Linked DNA regions of Mus musculus: region 2 is linked to region 1. A link is a contact called in public promoter capture Hi-C data. All regions are on one chromosome and are shown on one strand. Each heading gives the region's core, a stretch centred on a gene start, on an enhancer-like site or on the middle of the called end of the contact. The rest is flanking DNA. Distances are from core to core; before and after follow the strand shown.

Evidence for each region. Promoter capture Hi-C pulls out the DNA fragments that hold promoters and counts their contacts.
Region 2: a promoter capture Hi-C map of liver shows a contact between it and region 1, with 5 times the contacts expected there. The contact joins two enhancer-like sites. A contact is called at or near these places in 3 of 39 promoter capture datasets (embryonic stem cells and liver) and 4 of 115 datasets of contacts at active chromatin or transcription factors (embryonic hindbrain, extraembryonic endoderm stem cells, forebrain and 1 more).

What each region holds. Positions count from the first base shown.
Region 1 is chr11:113,723,067-113,729,113 of GRCm38.p6, forward strand. It overlaps Cdc42ep4 (CDC42 effector protein (Rho GTPase binding) 4), which reads right to left. Exons shown (of 2, transcript NM_001163346.1): 2 at 3,784-6,047. The coding sequence ends at 5,448. Among named protein-coding and RNA genes, the nearest start is that of Cpsf4l, 17 kb to the left of the region's middle. Within about 2 kb of position 2,590, at least 23 of the 459 cell types and tissues checked have an H3K27ac peak or open chromatin away from gene starts, as enhancers often do. A contact at or near this core is called in liver, where this site is marked.
Region 2 is chr11:114,682,119-114,688,165 of GRCm38.p6, forward strand. It overlaps Ttyh2 (tweety family member 2), which reads left to right. Exons shown (of 14, transcript NM_053273.2): 2 at 4,276-4,448. Among named protein-coding and RNA genes, the nearest start is that of Ttyh2, 9.7 kb to the left of the region's middle. Within about 2 kb of position 3,048, at least 71 of the 459 cell types and tissues checked have an H3K27ac peak or open chromatin away from gene starts, as enhancers often do. A contact at or near this core is called in liver, where this site is marked.

The DNA of each region.
Region 1 (6,047 bases), core at 1,340-3,839:
CTCAGAGCCTCGGCTAGGAATGGATGGATGTGCACAGGTTAGAGCTGTAGTCCAGGGTACCAAGAACGGCATCATCTGCTCAGGTGTGGATGGGATGGGAAGGTCTGGTCGGGGTGGATGGGGCCACATGCACACCTGTGAAGGCTAACCCCTTCATCTCTCCCGGAGTTTCTAACCTCCCCCTACCCTGCCCCCAGTGCTTGATGCATGGGGTCCAACCCCCAGTCTGTCCCAAGCTGGAGAGTTTTTCTCTCTCTCTGCTCTGTGCTTCTCCTCGGTCCCCTGTTGTCCAGTCTCCATCTTCCAATCTGTAACATGGGGGCGACTGGGAGCCGGATTCGATGCTTGGATGATAAGAATCCCCGGGATGTCAGGATTGTGACATCTTCCATTCCTTTCAGCTGCTTCCCCCTGGGATGTGGTGGGAGCCTTGGTGGAGAGAAGAGGGGGTGACTTTGGGTATAGGGGAATGCTGGGACACCACACAGGAGCAGCTCAGGCTAGATCTGAGGCTGTGGGCTCCGGAGGCAAAGGGTTGGCTCAGTGTGCTGGTCCAGCCTGGCTGAGGTGGGACAGACAAGGTGAGTGTGGAAAGGGAAGGACCTATGCACTGTCTGGTGGGCAGAGCCAGCACCCCCTTGGGGAATGAAACATTGTCCCTGAAAAGCCAGAGTTGTCAGTTTCCCTTAGACGGGGCTGCCATTGAGGCCTCTGTCATGTGCAGCCCTCTGGGCACTGGGACTTCATTCTAGGTCCTAGTGTGTAGATCACTTTTGCCGAAAGGCCTAATAGTTGTGAAAATGACTCTAGGGGCCATTCCTGGTGTGTCCTGGCTCCTCCAGTCACTAGTTGTGTGGGGCCTATAAGCTCCTTCATCTTGAGTTGTCTCATCAAGTGTGCTCTGACCATCGAGGTGGCTCAGAGGCCAAGGGTGCTTGCTTCTACATCGACCCGAGTTCAATCCCTATAACCCACACAGTGGAAGGAAATACCTCTACGGGTCTGGGGCAAACACCCCTCCTGCTGCACATACTCCCCTATAAATAAATATAATTAATGTAATTAAATGTTAAAAAAAAAGTTTAAGTGGATTGCTATACTTTCATTTCATGAAGACTGCATGACACCTGAGACCAAATACTTAAGTGGTCCTGATATGGGTGTGTGGCAGTCACACCAACACATGTGCCCCTTATCACATTAACAGGACGGGGCAGGAAAAGTATGAGTCCAAGACATAGAAACACAACACCTTGGGGATGGTAGGGCAGGAACACGCCTGAGGGAGGGTTGGGTCTGGGCAGGGCAGGCAGTGGGCCCCACACTGGCTTGTTATTGGGTAAGAAGCCTTTGGGGTCCCCTCAGAAGCCTTTGGGAAATCTTAGCTGAGAGATGAATTAAAATGGCAATGTCAAGTTGTCCGAGGTAGGGGGGAATCCTACAGAATATCTCTGAGACCTGGACCAGGCCCGGTGGCTCACACATGAAACTCAAGCATTCTAGAGGAGCCGAATTCAAGGTCAGTTTAAGGAAAAAAAAAAACAAAACAGAATGTAGCCGGCGGTGGTGGCGCACGCCTTTAATCCCAGCACTTGTGAGGCAGAGGCAGGCAGATTTCTGAGTTTAAGGTCAGCCTGGTCTACAGAGTGAGTTCCAGGACAGCCAGGGCTACACAGAGAAACCCTGTCTCGAAAAATAAACCAAAAATAAAGAAAAAAACCAGAATGTGATTTGCTATGTGGAAGCCCTAGGTTTGCTGGGTACAATTCAGAGTCTGAGGTGGGGTTGGTGAAATGAGGGCCTTGTGCCAACCGTAATCCACACCAAGGGCTGCTATGGCTCGGTATACGTTCCTGTTCAGGACATCATCACTGCAGAGACCGGAAGCATGAGGTAGAAGGTGGAGAAGGCAGTCTGAGAGACACTCTATCTCCTCCAGGGTCTACGGGACCCCAGTCAGAGCCGAAGTCCTGTAAGCCCTGCTGTGACAGTTGCTTCTATGTTCAAAACATAGATGCTGCCAAGGCTCCTGACTTCTGGACTTCCAAGAACCCTAGGCCGGTCCTGGGTGGGCAGAGAGCCTTTACTCTCACACCGTGTCCAGGAGGGAAGGGCATCTCTTGCTCCAACACCCAAATCGTTCCTTCTTACCCCAGTCATTGAAGACAAGCTTCAGGCCAGAGGCACCCTAATATTCTCAGGGGCTCCCCTGTGTGCCCTGCCTGGCTCTTTCTCCCTCAGGTTCATTGCCCCACCCTGCTCTTAGCTCCTCATTAAACAGGTCTCTCACTAGGCTTAATGAGCCTGTCTGGGGACAGAGACACAAGGGTGACACTCTTAATTATGCCTTTAATTGCTTCCCAGGGAGAGGATGAATAGGAACAACCCCCCCTTTTTTTTTCTCTTCAGATGCTGCAGAGGTCAGCCAGAATTCAGTTCAAGAATTCCTTGAATGTCCAGAGAGAAAGCAGGGAGCCCTGCCCAGGCTATGCTTTCCTTTCTCGCAGTCATCCCAGGCTGTGGGGTTGTGGGTGTGAGGAAGGCGAGGGCTGAGATCGGAGCCAGGATTGTGGGTGGAAGGGTCACCTGGTTCCCACACCCAGAGCAGACGCACCCTGACCTCCTTTTCCAGAGATGCACCCAGGGGAGGTGGTGGAGGAGTAGAGGCTGTCAATCAGTGATCTCTCCATCTCTATTCCAGAGTGCAGCTTTGGGACAGCCTTGGTGGCCCTGCAGTCTCTCTATCTAGCACTACTGGAATATGGAGATCCCACTTGGCTGAGCACTGAAGCTGAGCCAAAGCAAGCCATCTGGAAGCCATCTAAAGACAAATGGTAGAAAAAGGAGGGGGGGCATTTATCTCAGCCCTCTGCCAAGGGCAATCCCAGGGGTGGCAGTATCCTGCATGATTCCTGGGGCATGAGGACTGAGCCCATCCTGGTTAGACCTGGAGAGTCCCCCTAACATAGGCTCCACCCATCCTGCAAGAGCAGCAGCCCTTCCACTTAGAAAGGGCCAGAGGACAGAAAGGCTCAGTGACCAAGCCCCCATCCCCACCCCAGAACTGATAAGGAGCAGTGGGGACGGCAGAGTCCCAGAACCTGCATGTAGGGCCTGTTCAAGCAAAGAGGCACTGGAGGCTTTGTCCCTCCAAAAGGTGGGATGGCCCCACGCAGGGAAAGAGAGGCTTCCTTGAGCCTTGTGGGGCCAGGAACCGCTGGTTGGCTGTTAATGGTTCATTTCAATGGTCTACTTAATGACATCTGAAAATCAACTGAGATGGGGGGGCTAGGGGTGCATCCTCTCAGAGGCCAGGGGAGAGGGGAGGGGCGAGCAGGATGGGGAGCAACATTTGGAATGTAAATAAATAAAATAATTTAAGAAAATAAATACAATCACCCGAAGAGCTTCTGGGCGTACACGTGTGTGTGTGTGTGTGTGTGTGTGTGTGTGTGTGTGTGTGTGTGTGTGTGTGTGTGTGTGCGTGCACGCGAGAGCACACTCGCACACGCTCGGGGTGGGGTGCATGTTGAGGTAGAAAGGCCCGCCCACCATGGGCAGCACCATTCTCTACGTCAGCTCTAGGCTGTAGAGGGAAAAGGAGCTGAGCCCCAGCATCCACTGTTCGCTCTTCTTGACTGTGGATTGGATGCAACCAGCTGCTCCAAGCTCCTGTGTTTGCCAGAACTAAGACGATCACCAGCCCCCTCCAATCCTAAGACACTCACCACACACACACCCTGCCCTGAAATAGGACCCCAGGAAGAAGAGTCAGACACTAGAAGTGTTAGGAGGAAATTTTAATGTTTTCTTACTGCTTTTTCAATGTCATGGAAAAAAATATAAAGTTTAGAGTTTAGAACCAACCAGGTAGATTTAGGAGAGGGGTGTGTGTGTGTTGTGTGTGTACTGCTGGCCAGAGGCACAGCTCTGTAGCTCAGTCACTGCCTACCTGCGTAGGAGCACCTGTCAGGGGCCCAGTGAGCACTTCAGGGTCTGAATCTAGGAGGGTGGCCTCTGGAAGCACAGCAGCCCATGGCTGGCCACCATCTGGCCAGACTCTGCTTGTAATCTAGCTTGCTCTCTCCCCAGATTCCCACTGGCTGTGCTAGACCAGGGAGCAGGTCAGCCTGCTCCCAGCACAGGAAAGTAATGAGCTACCACCCCCAGGGCTCAGGCCCCTGCCTCTACTAGCGGTCTGGGTAGAGTTACAGGAGCTGAGCAAAACAGCTTTCAGAAGAACAAAACAGCCAGGAGCAGTGGTGCACACTTGCAACCGAAGCTCCTAGGGTAAGGGAGGCTCGCTATGAGCTTGAGGCCGGCTTGGGCTAGAGTGAGACCGTATCCCAAAAAGCCAAAAACAAACAAACAAAAAACCCACTTTCATTTCCCTGGAATTCCAATCAAATACAGTCCCGTCTTGTTTTGTGTTTTTGCGAGGCCTGGCCCAGAGCCCAAGGAGAGGCCACTAACTAGCCAAAGCGTAGCTCACACCCCGGGGAATAATGTATCATTTAAGCATCGTATTCCAGAACTTTTCCTACACAGCCCTCCTTCAGCCACTAACAGCTATGGAGGTGGGGGTTCCGGGACAAACACTGGTGGTGGCTGCCCCGCCACAGTCCAACCTGGGCAGGGTCTGTACACCAGATTCAGGTGAGATAACAGTCACTCAGCCACCAAGACGGTCACTAGTCTCCTGGCAGGGGATTTTGGCAGTGCTCTATTCAGGTTTAAAACATAGTAACAAGGAACAAACACACCCATGGGCAGAGCTGGCCCCTTTCCTGTTCCTAGTGTCTTGAGAGCCCAAGAAGCTAGAAGCAGGGGGTGTTCGTTCCTTCTGTGCCCCATCCTGTCCTGGGATGCAGCCTCTGGGACAGGCTGCATTTAGTGTAATAGTTGAGGCCGTCCCCTGGCTTCAGCTGAACCCCAAAGAATACCAGGCTTCAGTGAGGAGCCAGAGGTGGAAGAAGGAGGAGCTCAAACACGTGAGCACCCCTGCCTCCTGCTGCATATATCTCCTGGGTAGGCTCCAGACACAAGGTGAACAGAAGGGAGCCAAGTGTCCATGACCTTGGAGAGAAGCCCACACCTGGCTTCCCTGCCATTGCGGCAGCAACTCAAACTAACATCTGGCATCCATCTGAGGCCAGGCTGGGAGCAAAGGGCCTGGAAGAGAATGGCTTCCCGCTGGGGCTCGGATCCGTCCCAGGCTGGTGTGGTAAGGAAGGTTAGGTCAGAGTCAGGCCACCAGGCACCAGTGCCCCTGCTACTTTACTTCCCTGGCACCCCAATCCCTGAGGTCCAGGGTCTACTCCAACGAGGCTCTTAGCTGCACCTACAGAGTAAGGTCAAAGGTCATAGAGAAGGTGGCAGCGGCAGCAGCAGCAGGGAAAAGATGCAGCCCAGAGATGTGGAGGCGACTTTCAACTTTCGGTCCAGCCTCAAACTCGGATCTCATCTTCCTCCTCCTCATCCATGAAGCAGAATTCCTTGTCTGGCTGCCTTGGGGGAGCAGCCGCCACCCTGTCTGGGCCTCTGAAAGCTGGGCTGCGCTCCTCAAGGACGCCTGAGGTGTAGCTGGACAGGGAGCTGCTGTCCCGAGTGGTGTGGCTGCCCACACTGCGTGCTGAGCTGGGGCTGGGGGCTACCACCGCCCATCCGTCATCCTCCACAGCGTGGGGGGGCAGCATAGAGGCCTGGTCCCAGCTGGCCTTGCTTTCCTGTCTCCCTAGAGGAGGAACCACCTCCAGCACAGGGGGCGCCTGGACAATGCTGCTGGGGCCTTCCTTGTCACGGTACCCGCCAGCTTCCTCCTCCTCCTCTGAGCCCCACTGGTCCTTGTCCATGATGCTGAGAACATCTCCCAGCATGGAAGGCCCCAGGTCGATGTGGAAGGACAGGATCGACTCTGCATGCTTCAGCCCGTAGCTGACTTTGGGCATGATGGGCAGATCCATCAGGTCCCCAAAGGCCTGCTCGTCAAGGAGTGGGTCAGGTGAGTGGGGGCCTGTGGCCCCGTTCCGATGGGGACTCTTCGGGCC
Region 2 (6,047 bases), core at 1,798-4,297, 960 kb after region 1:
CCAGGCTGGCCTCGAACTCAGAAATCCCCCTGCCTCTGCCTCCCAAGTGCTGGGATTAAAGGCGTGCGCCACCACCGCCCGGCTCATTCTTAACTCTTCAGCTGAGTCAGTTGTTTTTATTTTTAGAAAGAAGTGTGTGTGTGAGTGTGTGTGTGTGTGTGAGTGTATGTGGTATACACATATGTGTGTGCAGGTGCACATGCCTGCTCATCCATGGAAGACAGAAGAAGATACCAGGTGTCTGGCTGTATTATGCTCGTCCCTATTCCGTTCAGACAGGGTCTCTCACTGTGCTTGCTTGGAAATAGACTGGGGGCCAACAAACCTCCTTCTTGTCTCCCCGCCACAGTTCTGGGGTTACTGAGGTGTGTGTGTATGAGAGAGAGAGAGACGGGGGTGGGGTGGAGAGCAGAGAGAGCCAATGCAGCCTTTTATATAGGAAGTGGGATCCAGTCTCAAGTCCTCATGCTTGACAGCAAATATCTTTGCTTCTGAGCCATCTCCATAGCCCTCAGCGCTAATGAGACACCTCATCCTGAAGTTGAGCATGGTAGTGCATGCCCAGCCCGAACACAGGCTCCCAGTCAGGGTGACCTTTGACCACCCAAGGCATGGCCGCACTGGCCTTAGTGGCTTCCTCTCCACTGGCACAGATGGTCATCTCCGACTGCACTGCATGTACACTCAACCTGTCGTTATTAATCCGTGGCCCCACCATTCCTTGTTAGATTTACCCACATTCTATATAGCTGCTGTTGCCCTCCGGTGCCTGTGTGGCGTCGTGTCACATGACCACTGCACACTGCGTGTGTTTTTGATGAACATCTGCACTGTTTCCAGTGTTTGGTGACTGCCACTGGACTGAGTGACTGTGGATCTAAGTGTATGTGGACCTGGTAGGGGGGCCACATACCCTCCTTTCCGTGAAGTGGAACTGCTGGCTCCCAGTGTATCTGGAAGCACGGCGCCTCACAAATCATCAAGGGCAGAGACCTGCTTCTTAGTGGTGGGAATTCAGAGCCTGTGAGGAGAGAGTGGGGCTTATTTTTAGGTTTTAGAAACAGGATCTCCTTCTGAAGTCTGGGCTGGCCTGACCTTACCTTCTTGATATCTAGGATCATGAACATGGATGTGTGCCACCACGCCCAGCCACAGAGTGTCATTTCTAGAGCTGGGTGTGGTGGGACACACTTGCTATCCCAGCACTTACAGCAGGGGAATACCAAGAGTATAAGAAAAACCTGGGCTACATAGTGAGCTCAAGGGCGCCATGGGGACCCAACCATGGCCTATGCACCCACAAGTCTCTGTGTCTTGGCCCCGCTGAGTGGGTCAGTTTAAAGAAGTTAACCTACTGGGAGAAGATTGTTAACCTCTGTTGACATTAATCTGTTGCTTCTGCACTTGAAAACACTTTGACGAGTTAAGTTGGCGTGGGGCCAGCTCTAGCCTTGTCTGGTTCTTTGGGATTCTTTTGTCATTTGCCCTAGTCATGCTGTGAAGAGACACCATGACCAAGACAACGCTTATAAAAGGAAAACATTCCATTGGGACTGGCTTACAGTTCAGAGGTTTAGTCCATTATCATCGTGGTGGGAAGCATGGCAGCTCGCAGGCGACGTGGTGCTGGGGGAGCTGAGAGTTCTATATCTCAGGGAGCAGGGAGGGGAGAGGGAGGCGGGGAGAGGGGGAGAGAGAGAGAGAGAGAGAGAGAGAGAGAGAGAGAGAGAGAGAGAGAGCATGACTTGAGCTTCTGCAGCCTCAAAGCCTACACACACCAGTGACAAACTTCCTCCAACAAGGCCACACCTACTCTGACGAGGCCACACCCACTCCAAGGCCACACCTCCTAATAGCTCCGCTCCCTATGGGCCCATAGTGGGGCCATTTTCATTCAGATCATTACACCGTTGCTTATTGTTGATTTTTGAGACAGGGTCTCACATGGCTCAGACTAAGATGACATTGAGCTTCTGATCCTCCAGCCACTTCAGGCCCACCCACCAGCTCAGGGTTCTCAAAGGGAACGTCATCTGTTCGGCCTAGGTGTCCCCTCCAAGTGGGGCCCACTTAGGTGCGCACCGCCATGCCCAGTCTTCCGTGATGTGGGGAGGGAAACCTGGCCTTCCAGCTTACCGAGCAAGCACACCGCCTTCTCTACCGCGGCCTCAGCTCCTCCTAGTTCCGGCTGTGATGGGCTTTTTGGGTCTGACTTGTTCTCCAGCTCCAGGGAGGTATCCCTCTTCTGTCAGAGGCCAGTGTGTAGTATAGTATGGTGACTTTGTGTAGTGAGCCTCTAAAGCTCCCCTCCCCCACCCCCAGCCTCCTTTGCAGTGAAAGATGCCTTCCAGAGAGGTAGGCAGTGACTTCCCACCACCTTATTGGACAAGAGCCTCTTGAGGTCAATCTGAGGGACAGATGTGTTAGCGAGTACGCCGGGCCTCCTGCCTCAGCTGAGGACTGTGGGGGATGCTATGCTCAGAGCTGCTGCTCCACCTTCTACCTCCTAGAGAAGGAGGAAGTGGAGGAGGAGGGGGAGGAGGAGGGGGAGGAGGAGGGGGAGGAGGAAGAGGAGGTCCCTTCCATGCTTGAGTGTTGCTGGGATGGAAGTGGAAGCCCTGTGCTAAGTGACATGAGACATCTCACATGTCCCCTCAGCTGACCTGTCACTTCCAGATTTGTCCCTAAGACTGAGACGCCTGTCCAATCAGGGTTCGCATCAGGACAGCCCATGTCAGAGGCCCCACAGGCTGCCTGCATCCTCACATAGTAGGCAGCTGAACAGCCACCCACAGGGGTCATCTGCATACAGTCTACCCAGTCTGCAGCCACCAGCCTCTGCGCTGCAAGTCACCACCCTGAGCTCACCCTGCAAACACCGTATTTTCTCTCAGACCTTGGTGTCCTGTGGCCATCACCAGATCACTACCACCCACACAGGTTCCCTAACCAAAGAACCAGGTAGAGCTACCCCCTCCCCCACCCCCTGGGACACTGGACTTTGGGTGAGGGCAACACTGAGGCCTCATGGGAAGCCAGGAGGCTGTCAGCTCAGGAGCCTGACGTAGAGCCAGGTCCAGCCCTGGCTGACGGCCACTGATCCCGGGGCCATCTGGTGTCCATCTGGCCAAATCAAGGGATTTGAAGATACAGTGGAGGGGGACACCTGGGCCTCCCGACAGACAACAGCTCCCTTTGAAAACTCTGACCTACTAGGAGGGCCTAACAAAGTATACGCACGCGCGCGCGCACACACACACACACACACACACACACACACACACACACACACCCTCAACAGTCTGCCCTGCTTGCTACCAATGGCATTGTGGGTCAGCTTTCCCTGGCAAGATGCAGCAAGGAGGACACCAAAGATTATCTACCCTGTCTCCTCTCTACCCACCCTTGAGCACAGAACTGGCTTCTAAGGACTCCAGAGAGCCCCAGCACCCAGAAAAGACACATTCCATTTTGGCATAACCAGATTGCTCTAGTATGGTGAGACCTAGGTATGGCAGCACCCATGATCCTCTGCAGCCTTAGCTTAGTGTCACCTGGTCCCTAAGTTTAGTCTCACTGCCAGGCTCTGTCTCTTTCCAGCCCTGTTTGCAGCCAGCAGGTCTTCCTCACTTTCCTGAATGGCTCAGGGCTTGTCATCATCAGGCCTGGCCTGGACTGCATCTTCAGCCAGAAACCTGGGCTTAGCCATGCTACATCGCTGGATTAGTTATTTTTGTCGTGGCTGCCATAAGATTCCTAGCAAAAGAAGCTTGAAGAGGGAAGCGACCGTTTCGGCTTGCAGTCTTAGGGGACACCGTCCATCATGGTGGTGGCTTGTGAAGCCATTGGTCACACAGCACCTGCAGTCGGGAAAACAGGGCTGAGTGCTGTTCCTCGGCTGCCGCCTGTCTCTTTTGTATAGAGCTCTAGACAGTGATGACCCCTCCTACATTTCCGGTGGATCTCCTCGCTTTTGTTAAACTAGAGTCTCTCACACATGGTATCCGGAGATTTGTCTTCTAGCAGATTCTAGATCCCGCTAAGCTTGATAACGCGAATCACCCCGACAGCTGTCCCTCCCCCTTCCTTCCCCTTTCTCCCACCAACCCTTCCCATGCCCAGCTTGTCTGCTTCTCTGCCATCTCCACCCTGGCACCCAAATGTAGGGCAGGCTGTCTGTCTAGAGGGCTGGGCATAAGGATGCTGTATGGTTCGGAGGACCCCACTCCCCACCCCTTGCTGGGCCAGAGCTGACACAGCCTGTCTCTCTTACAGTCGCTGCTCTTCCTGGGGGTGTTGGCTGCCATTGGCCTGGGCCTGAATCTCATCTTCCTCACCGTCTACCTGGTGTGCACATGCTGCTGCCGGCGGGACCACACGGTGCAGACCAAGCAGCAGGAATCATGCTGCGTGACCTGGACGGCGGTGGTGGCTGGGCTCCTCTGCTGGTGAGTGTCCTATGTACAGGGAAAGCTAACCTATGGCCAGGAAACCCCTCATGCCTCTGCGTCTCATCAGTGTCTAGCCACGTTCACTCCAAGCTAACACCTGGATGAGCAACCTGTCCGTCGCCCAAGCATGGGGAATCTGTCTCTAGTGTGGTGATGTGGGTCAGCATAGTGGACCCCCAACCCTTCTATGAGGCCAGGGCCAGGCCCGGCAGCCAAATGGGTCTCTCTTCAATTGACCAGGTGGATAGTGGGCATTTCTTTTCTCTATACCACTATCCCCTTCCACTGCCACCCTGGATCTGCGAGATCAGAAGTTGGCCCCAGTTGCTTCCTCGTCTTGGGGGATCAGGAGCTTTAGGTAGATCTTCCCTTGCACCCTGACTGAGGGATGAGGGTTCACAGCACTGTGTGAGAGCCCCACCCACCCAGCACCCAGCCATGAGCATGCTAGCTCTGTGTGCTGCAGTTAGTGCCCCCTGGAGATGTTGAAGGGTGTGGCTACCCTCTAGGGTAAGAGTCCCTTGCTACTTGTCTGAAGGACTGGTCTTTGGTTCCAGTCTGCAGAAGGGTCACCTTACTCTTTTTTTTTTTTTTTTAAAGATTTATTTAGCCGGGCGTGGTGGCACAAGCCTTTAATCCCAGCACTCGGGAGGCATAGGCAGGCGGATTTCTGAGTTCGAGGCCAGCCTGGTCTACATTCTATGACAGTCAGGGCTACACAGAGAAACCCTGTCTCGGAAGAAAGAACAAAACAAAAAAAAAAAAGCACGTTTTTCCCGAGTTAATGATTTGTCACATGACACCTCCAGTGACACTCTGGAGAGGGATGGGTGAAGTGATGGTATGGCAGAGTGACTCAGAAGGTGGGTGCTGATATTGCTTGAACGATAACAATACTGACTGGAACTGAGCATGGTGAGTTCCAGGACAACCAAGCTACAACTGTCTCAAGGAGGGAGGGAGGAGGGGAGGGGAGAGGGAGGGAGAGAGGGAGGGAGGGCGGGCGGGCATCTGTGGGGTGTGTGTGTGTGTGTGTGTGTGTGTGTTAGTGTGCCCTCTCACACTTCCCTTTTCCCGAGTTAGTGGTGTGGATGAAAACTCGGGAAGCTGGTTGATTGGCCTCGTGATCCCCAGAGGGGTGGACCACATAGGCTATGAAGGATGACAGAGTCAAGGTTGCAGATGATTTACCCAGGCTGGAATGTTGGAGTCAAGCCAAGCATGAAATTTCATACAGATGGATTTCAAGTTTGGCTTTTGGTTAAAATCAATAGGAAAAAGGATAGACTGAGCTTGACAGATGACAGTTTCCGAGGAGAAAAACCTGGGAGGGGATGTTTACTGACTATGACGTCAGTAAGGACACGAGGGCAGGCCAGTGGGGTAATGGTCTGAGAGAGAGAGAGAGAGAGAGAGAGAGAGAGAGAGAGAACACACATACACACACAGCACAGCTCCACGCACTGCTCAGTCCCAACTAAAGGGTAACATTGGAAACCAGGCATGGTGCCGCAGGCCTGCAATCCCAGGGAGATGTGGAGTCAGGGTCATCCTTAGCTATATGGGGAGCATCAGGCCCAGCTGGGGATACATGAG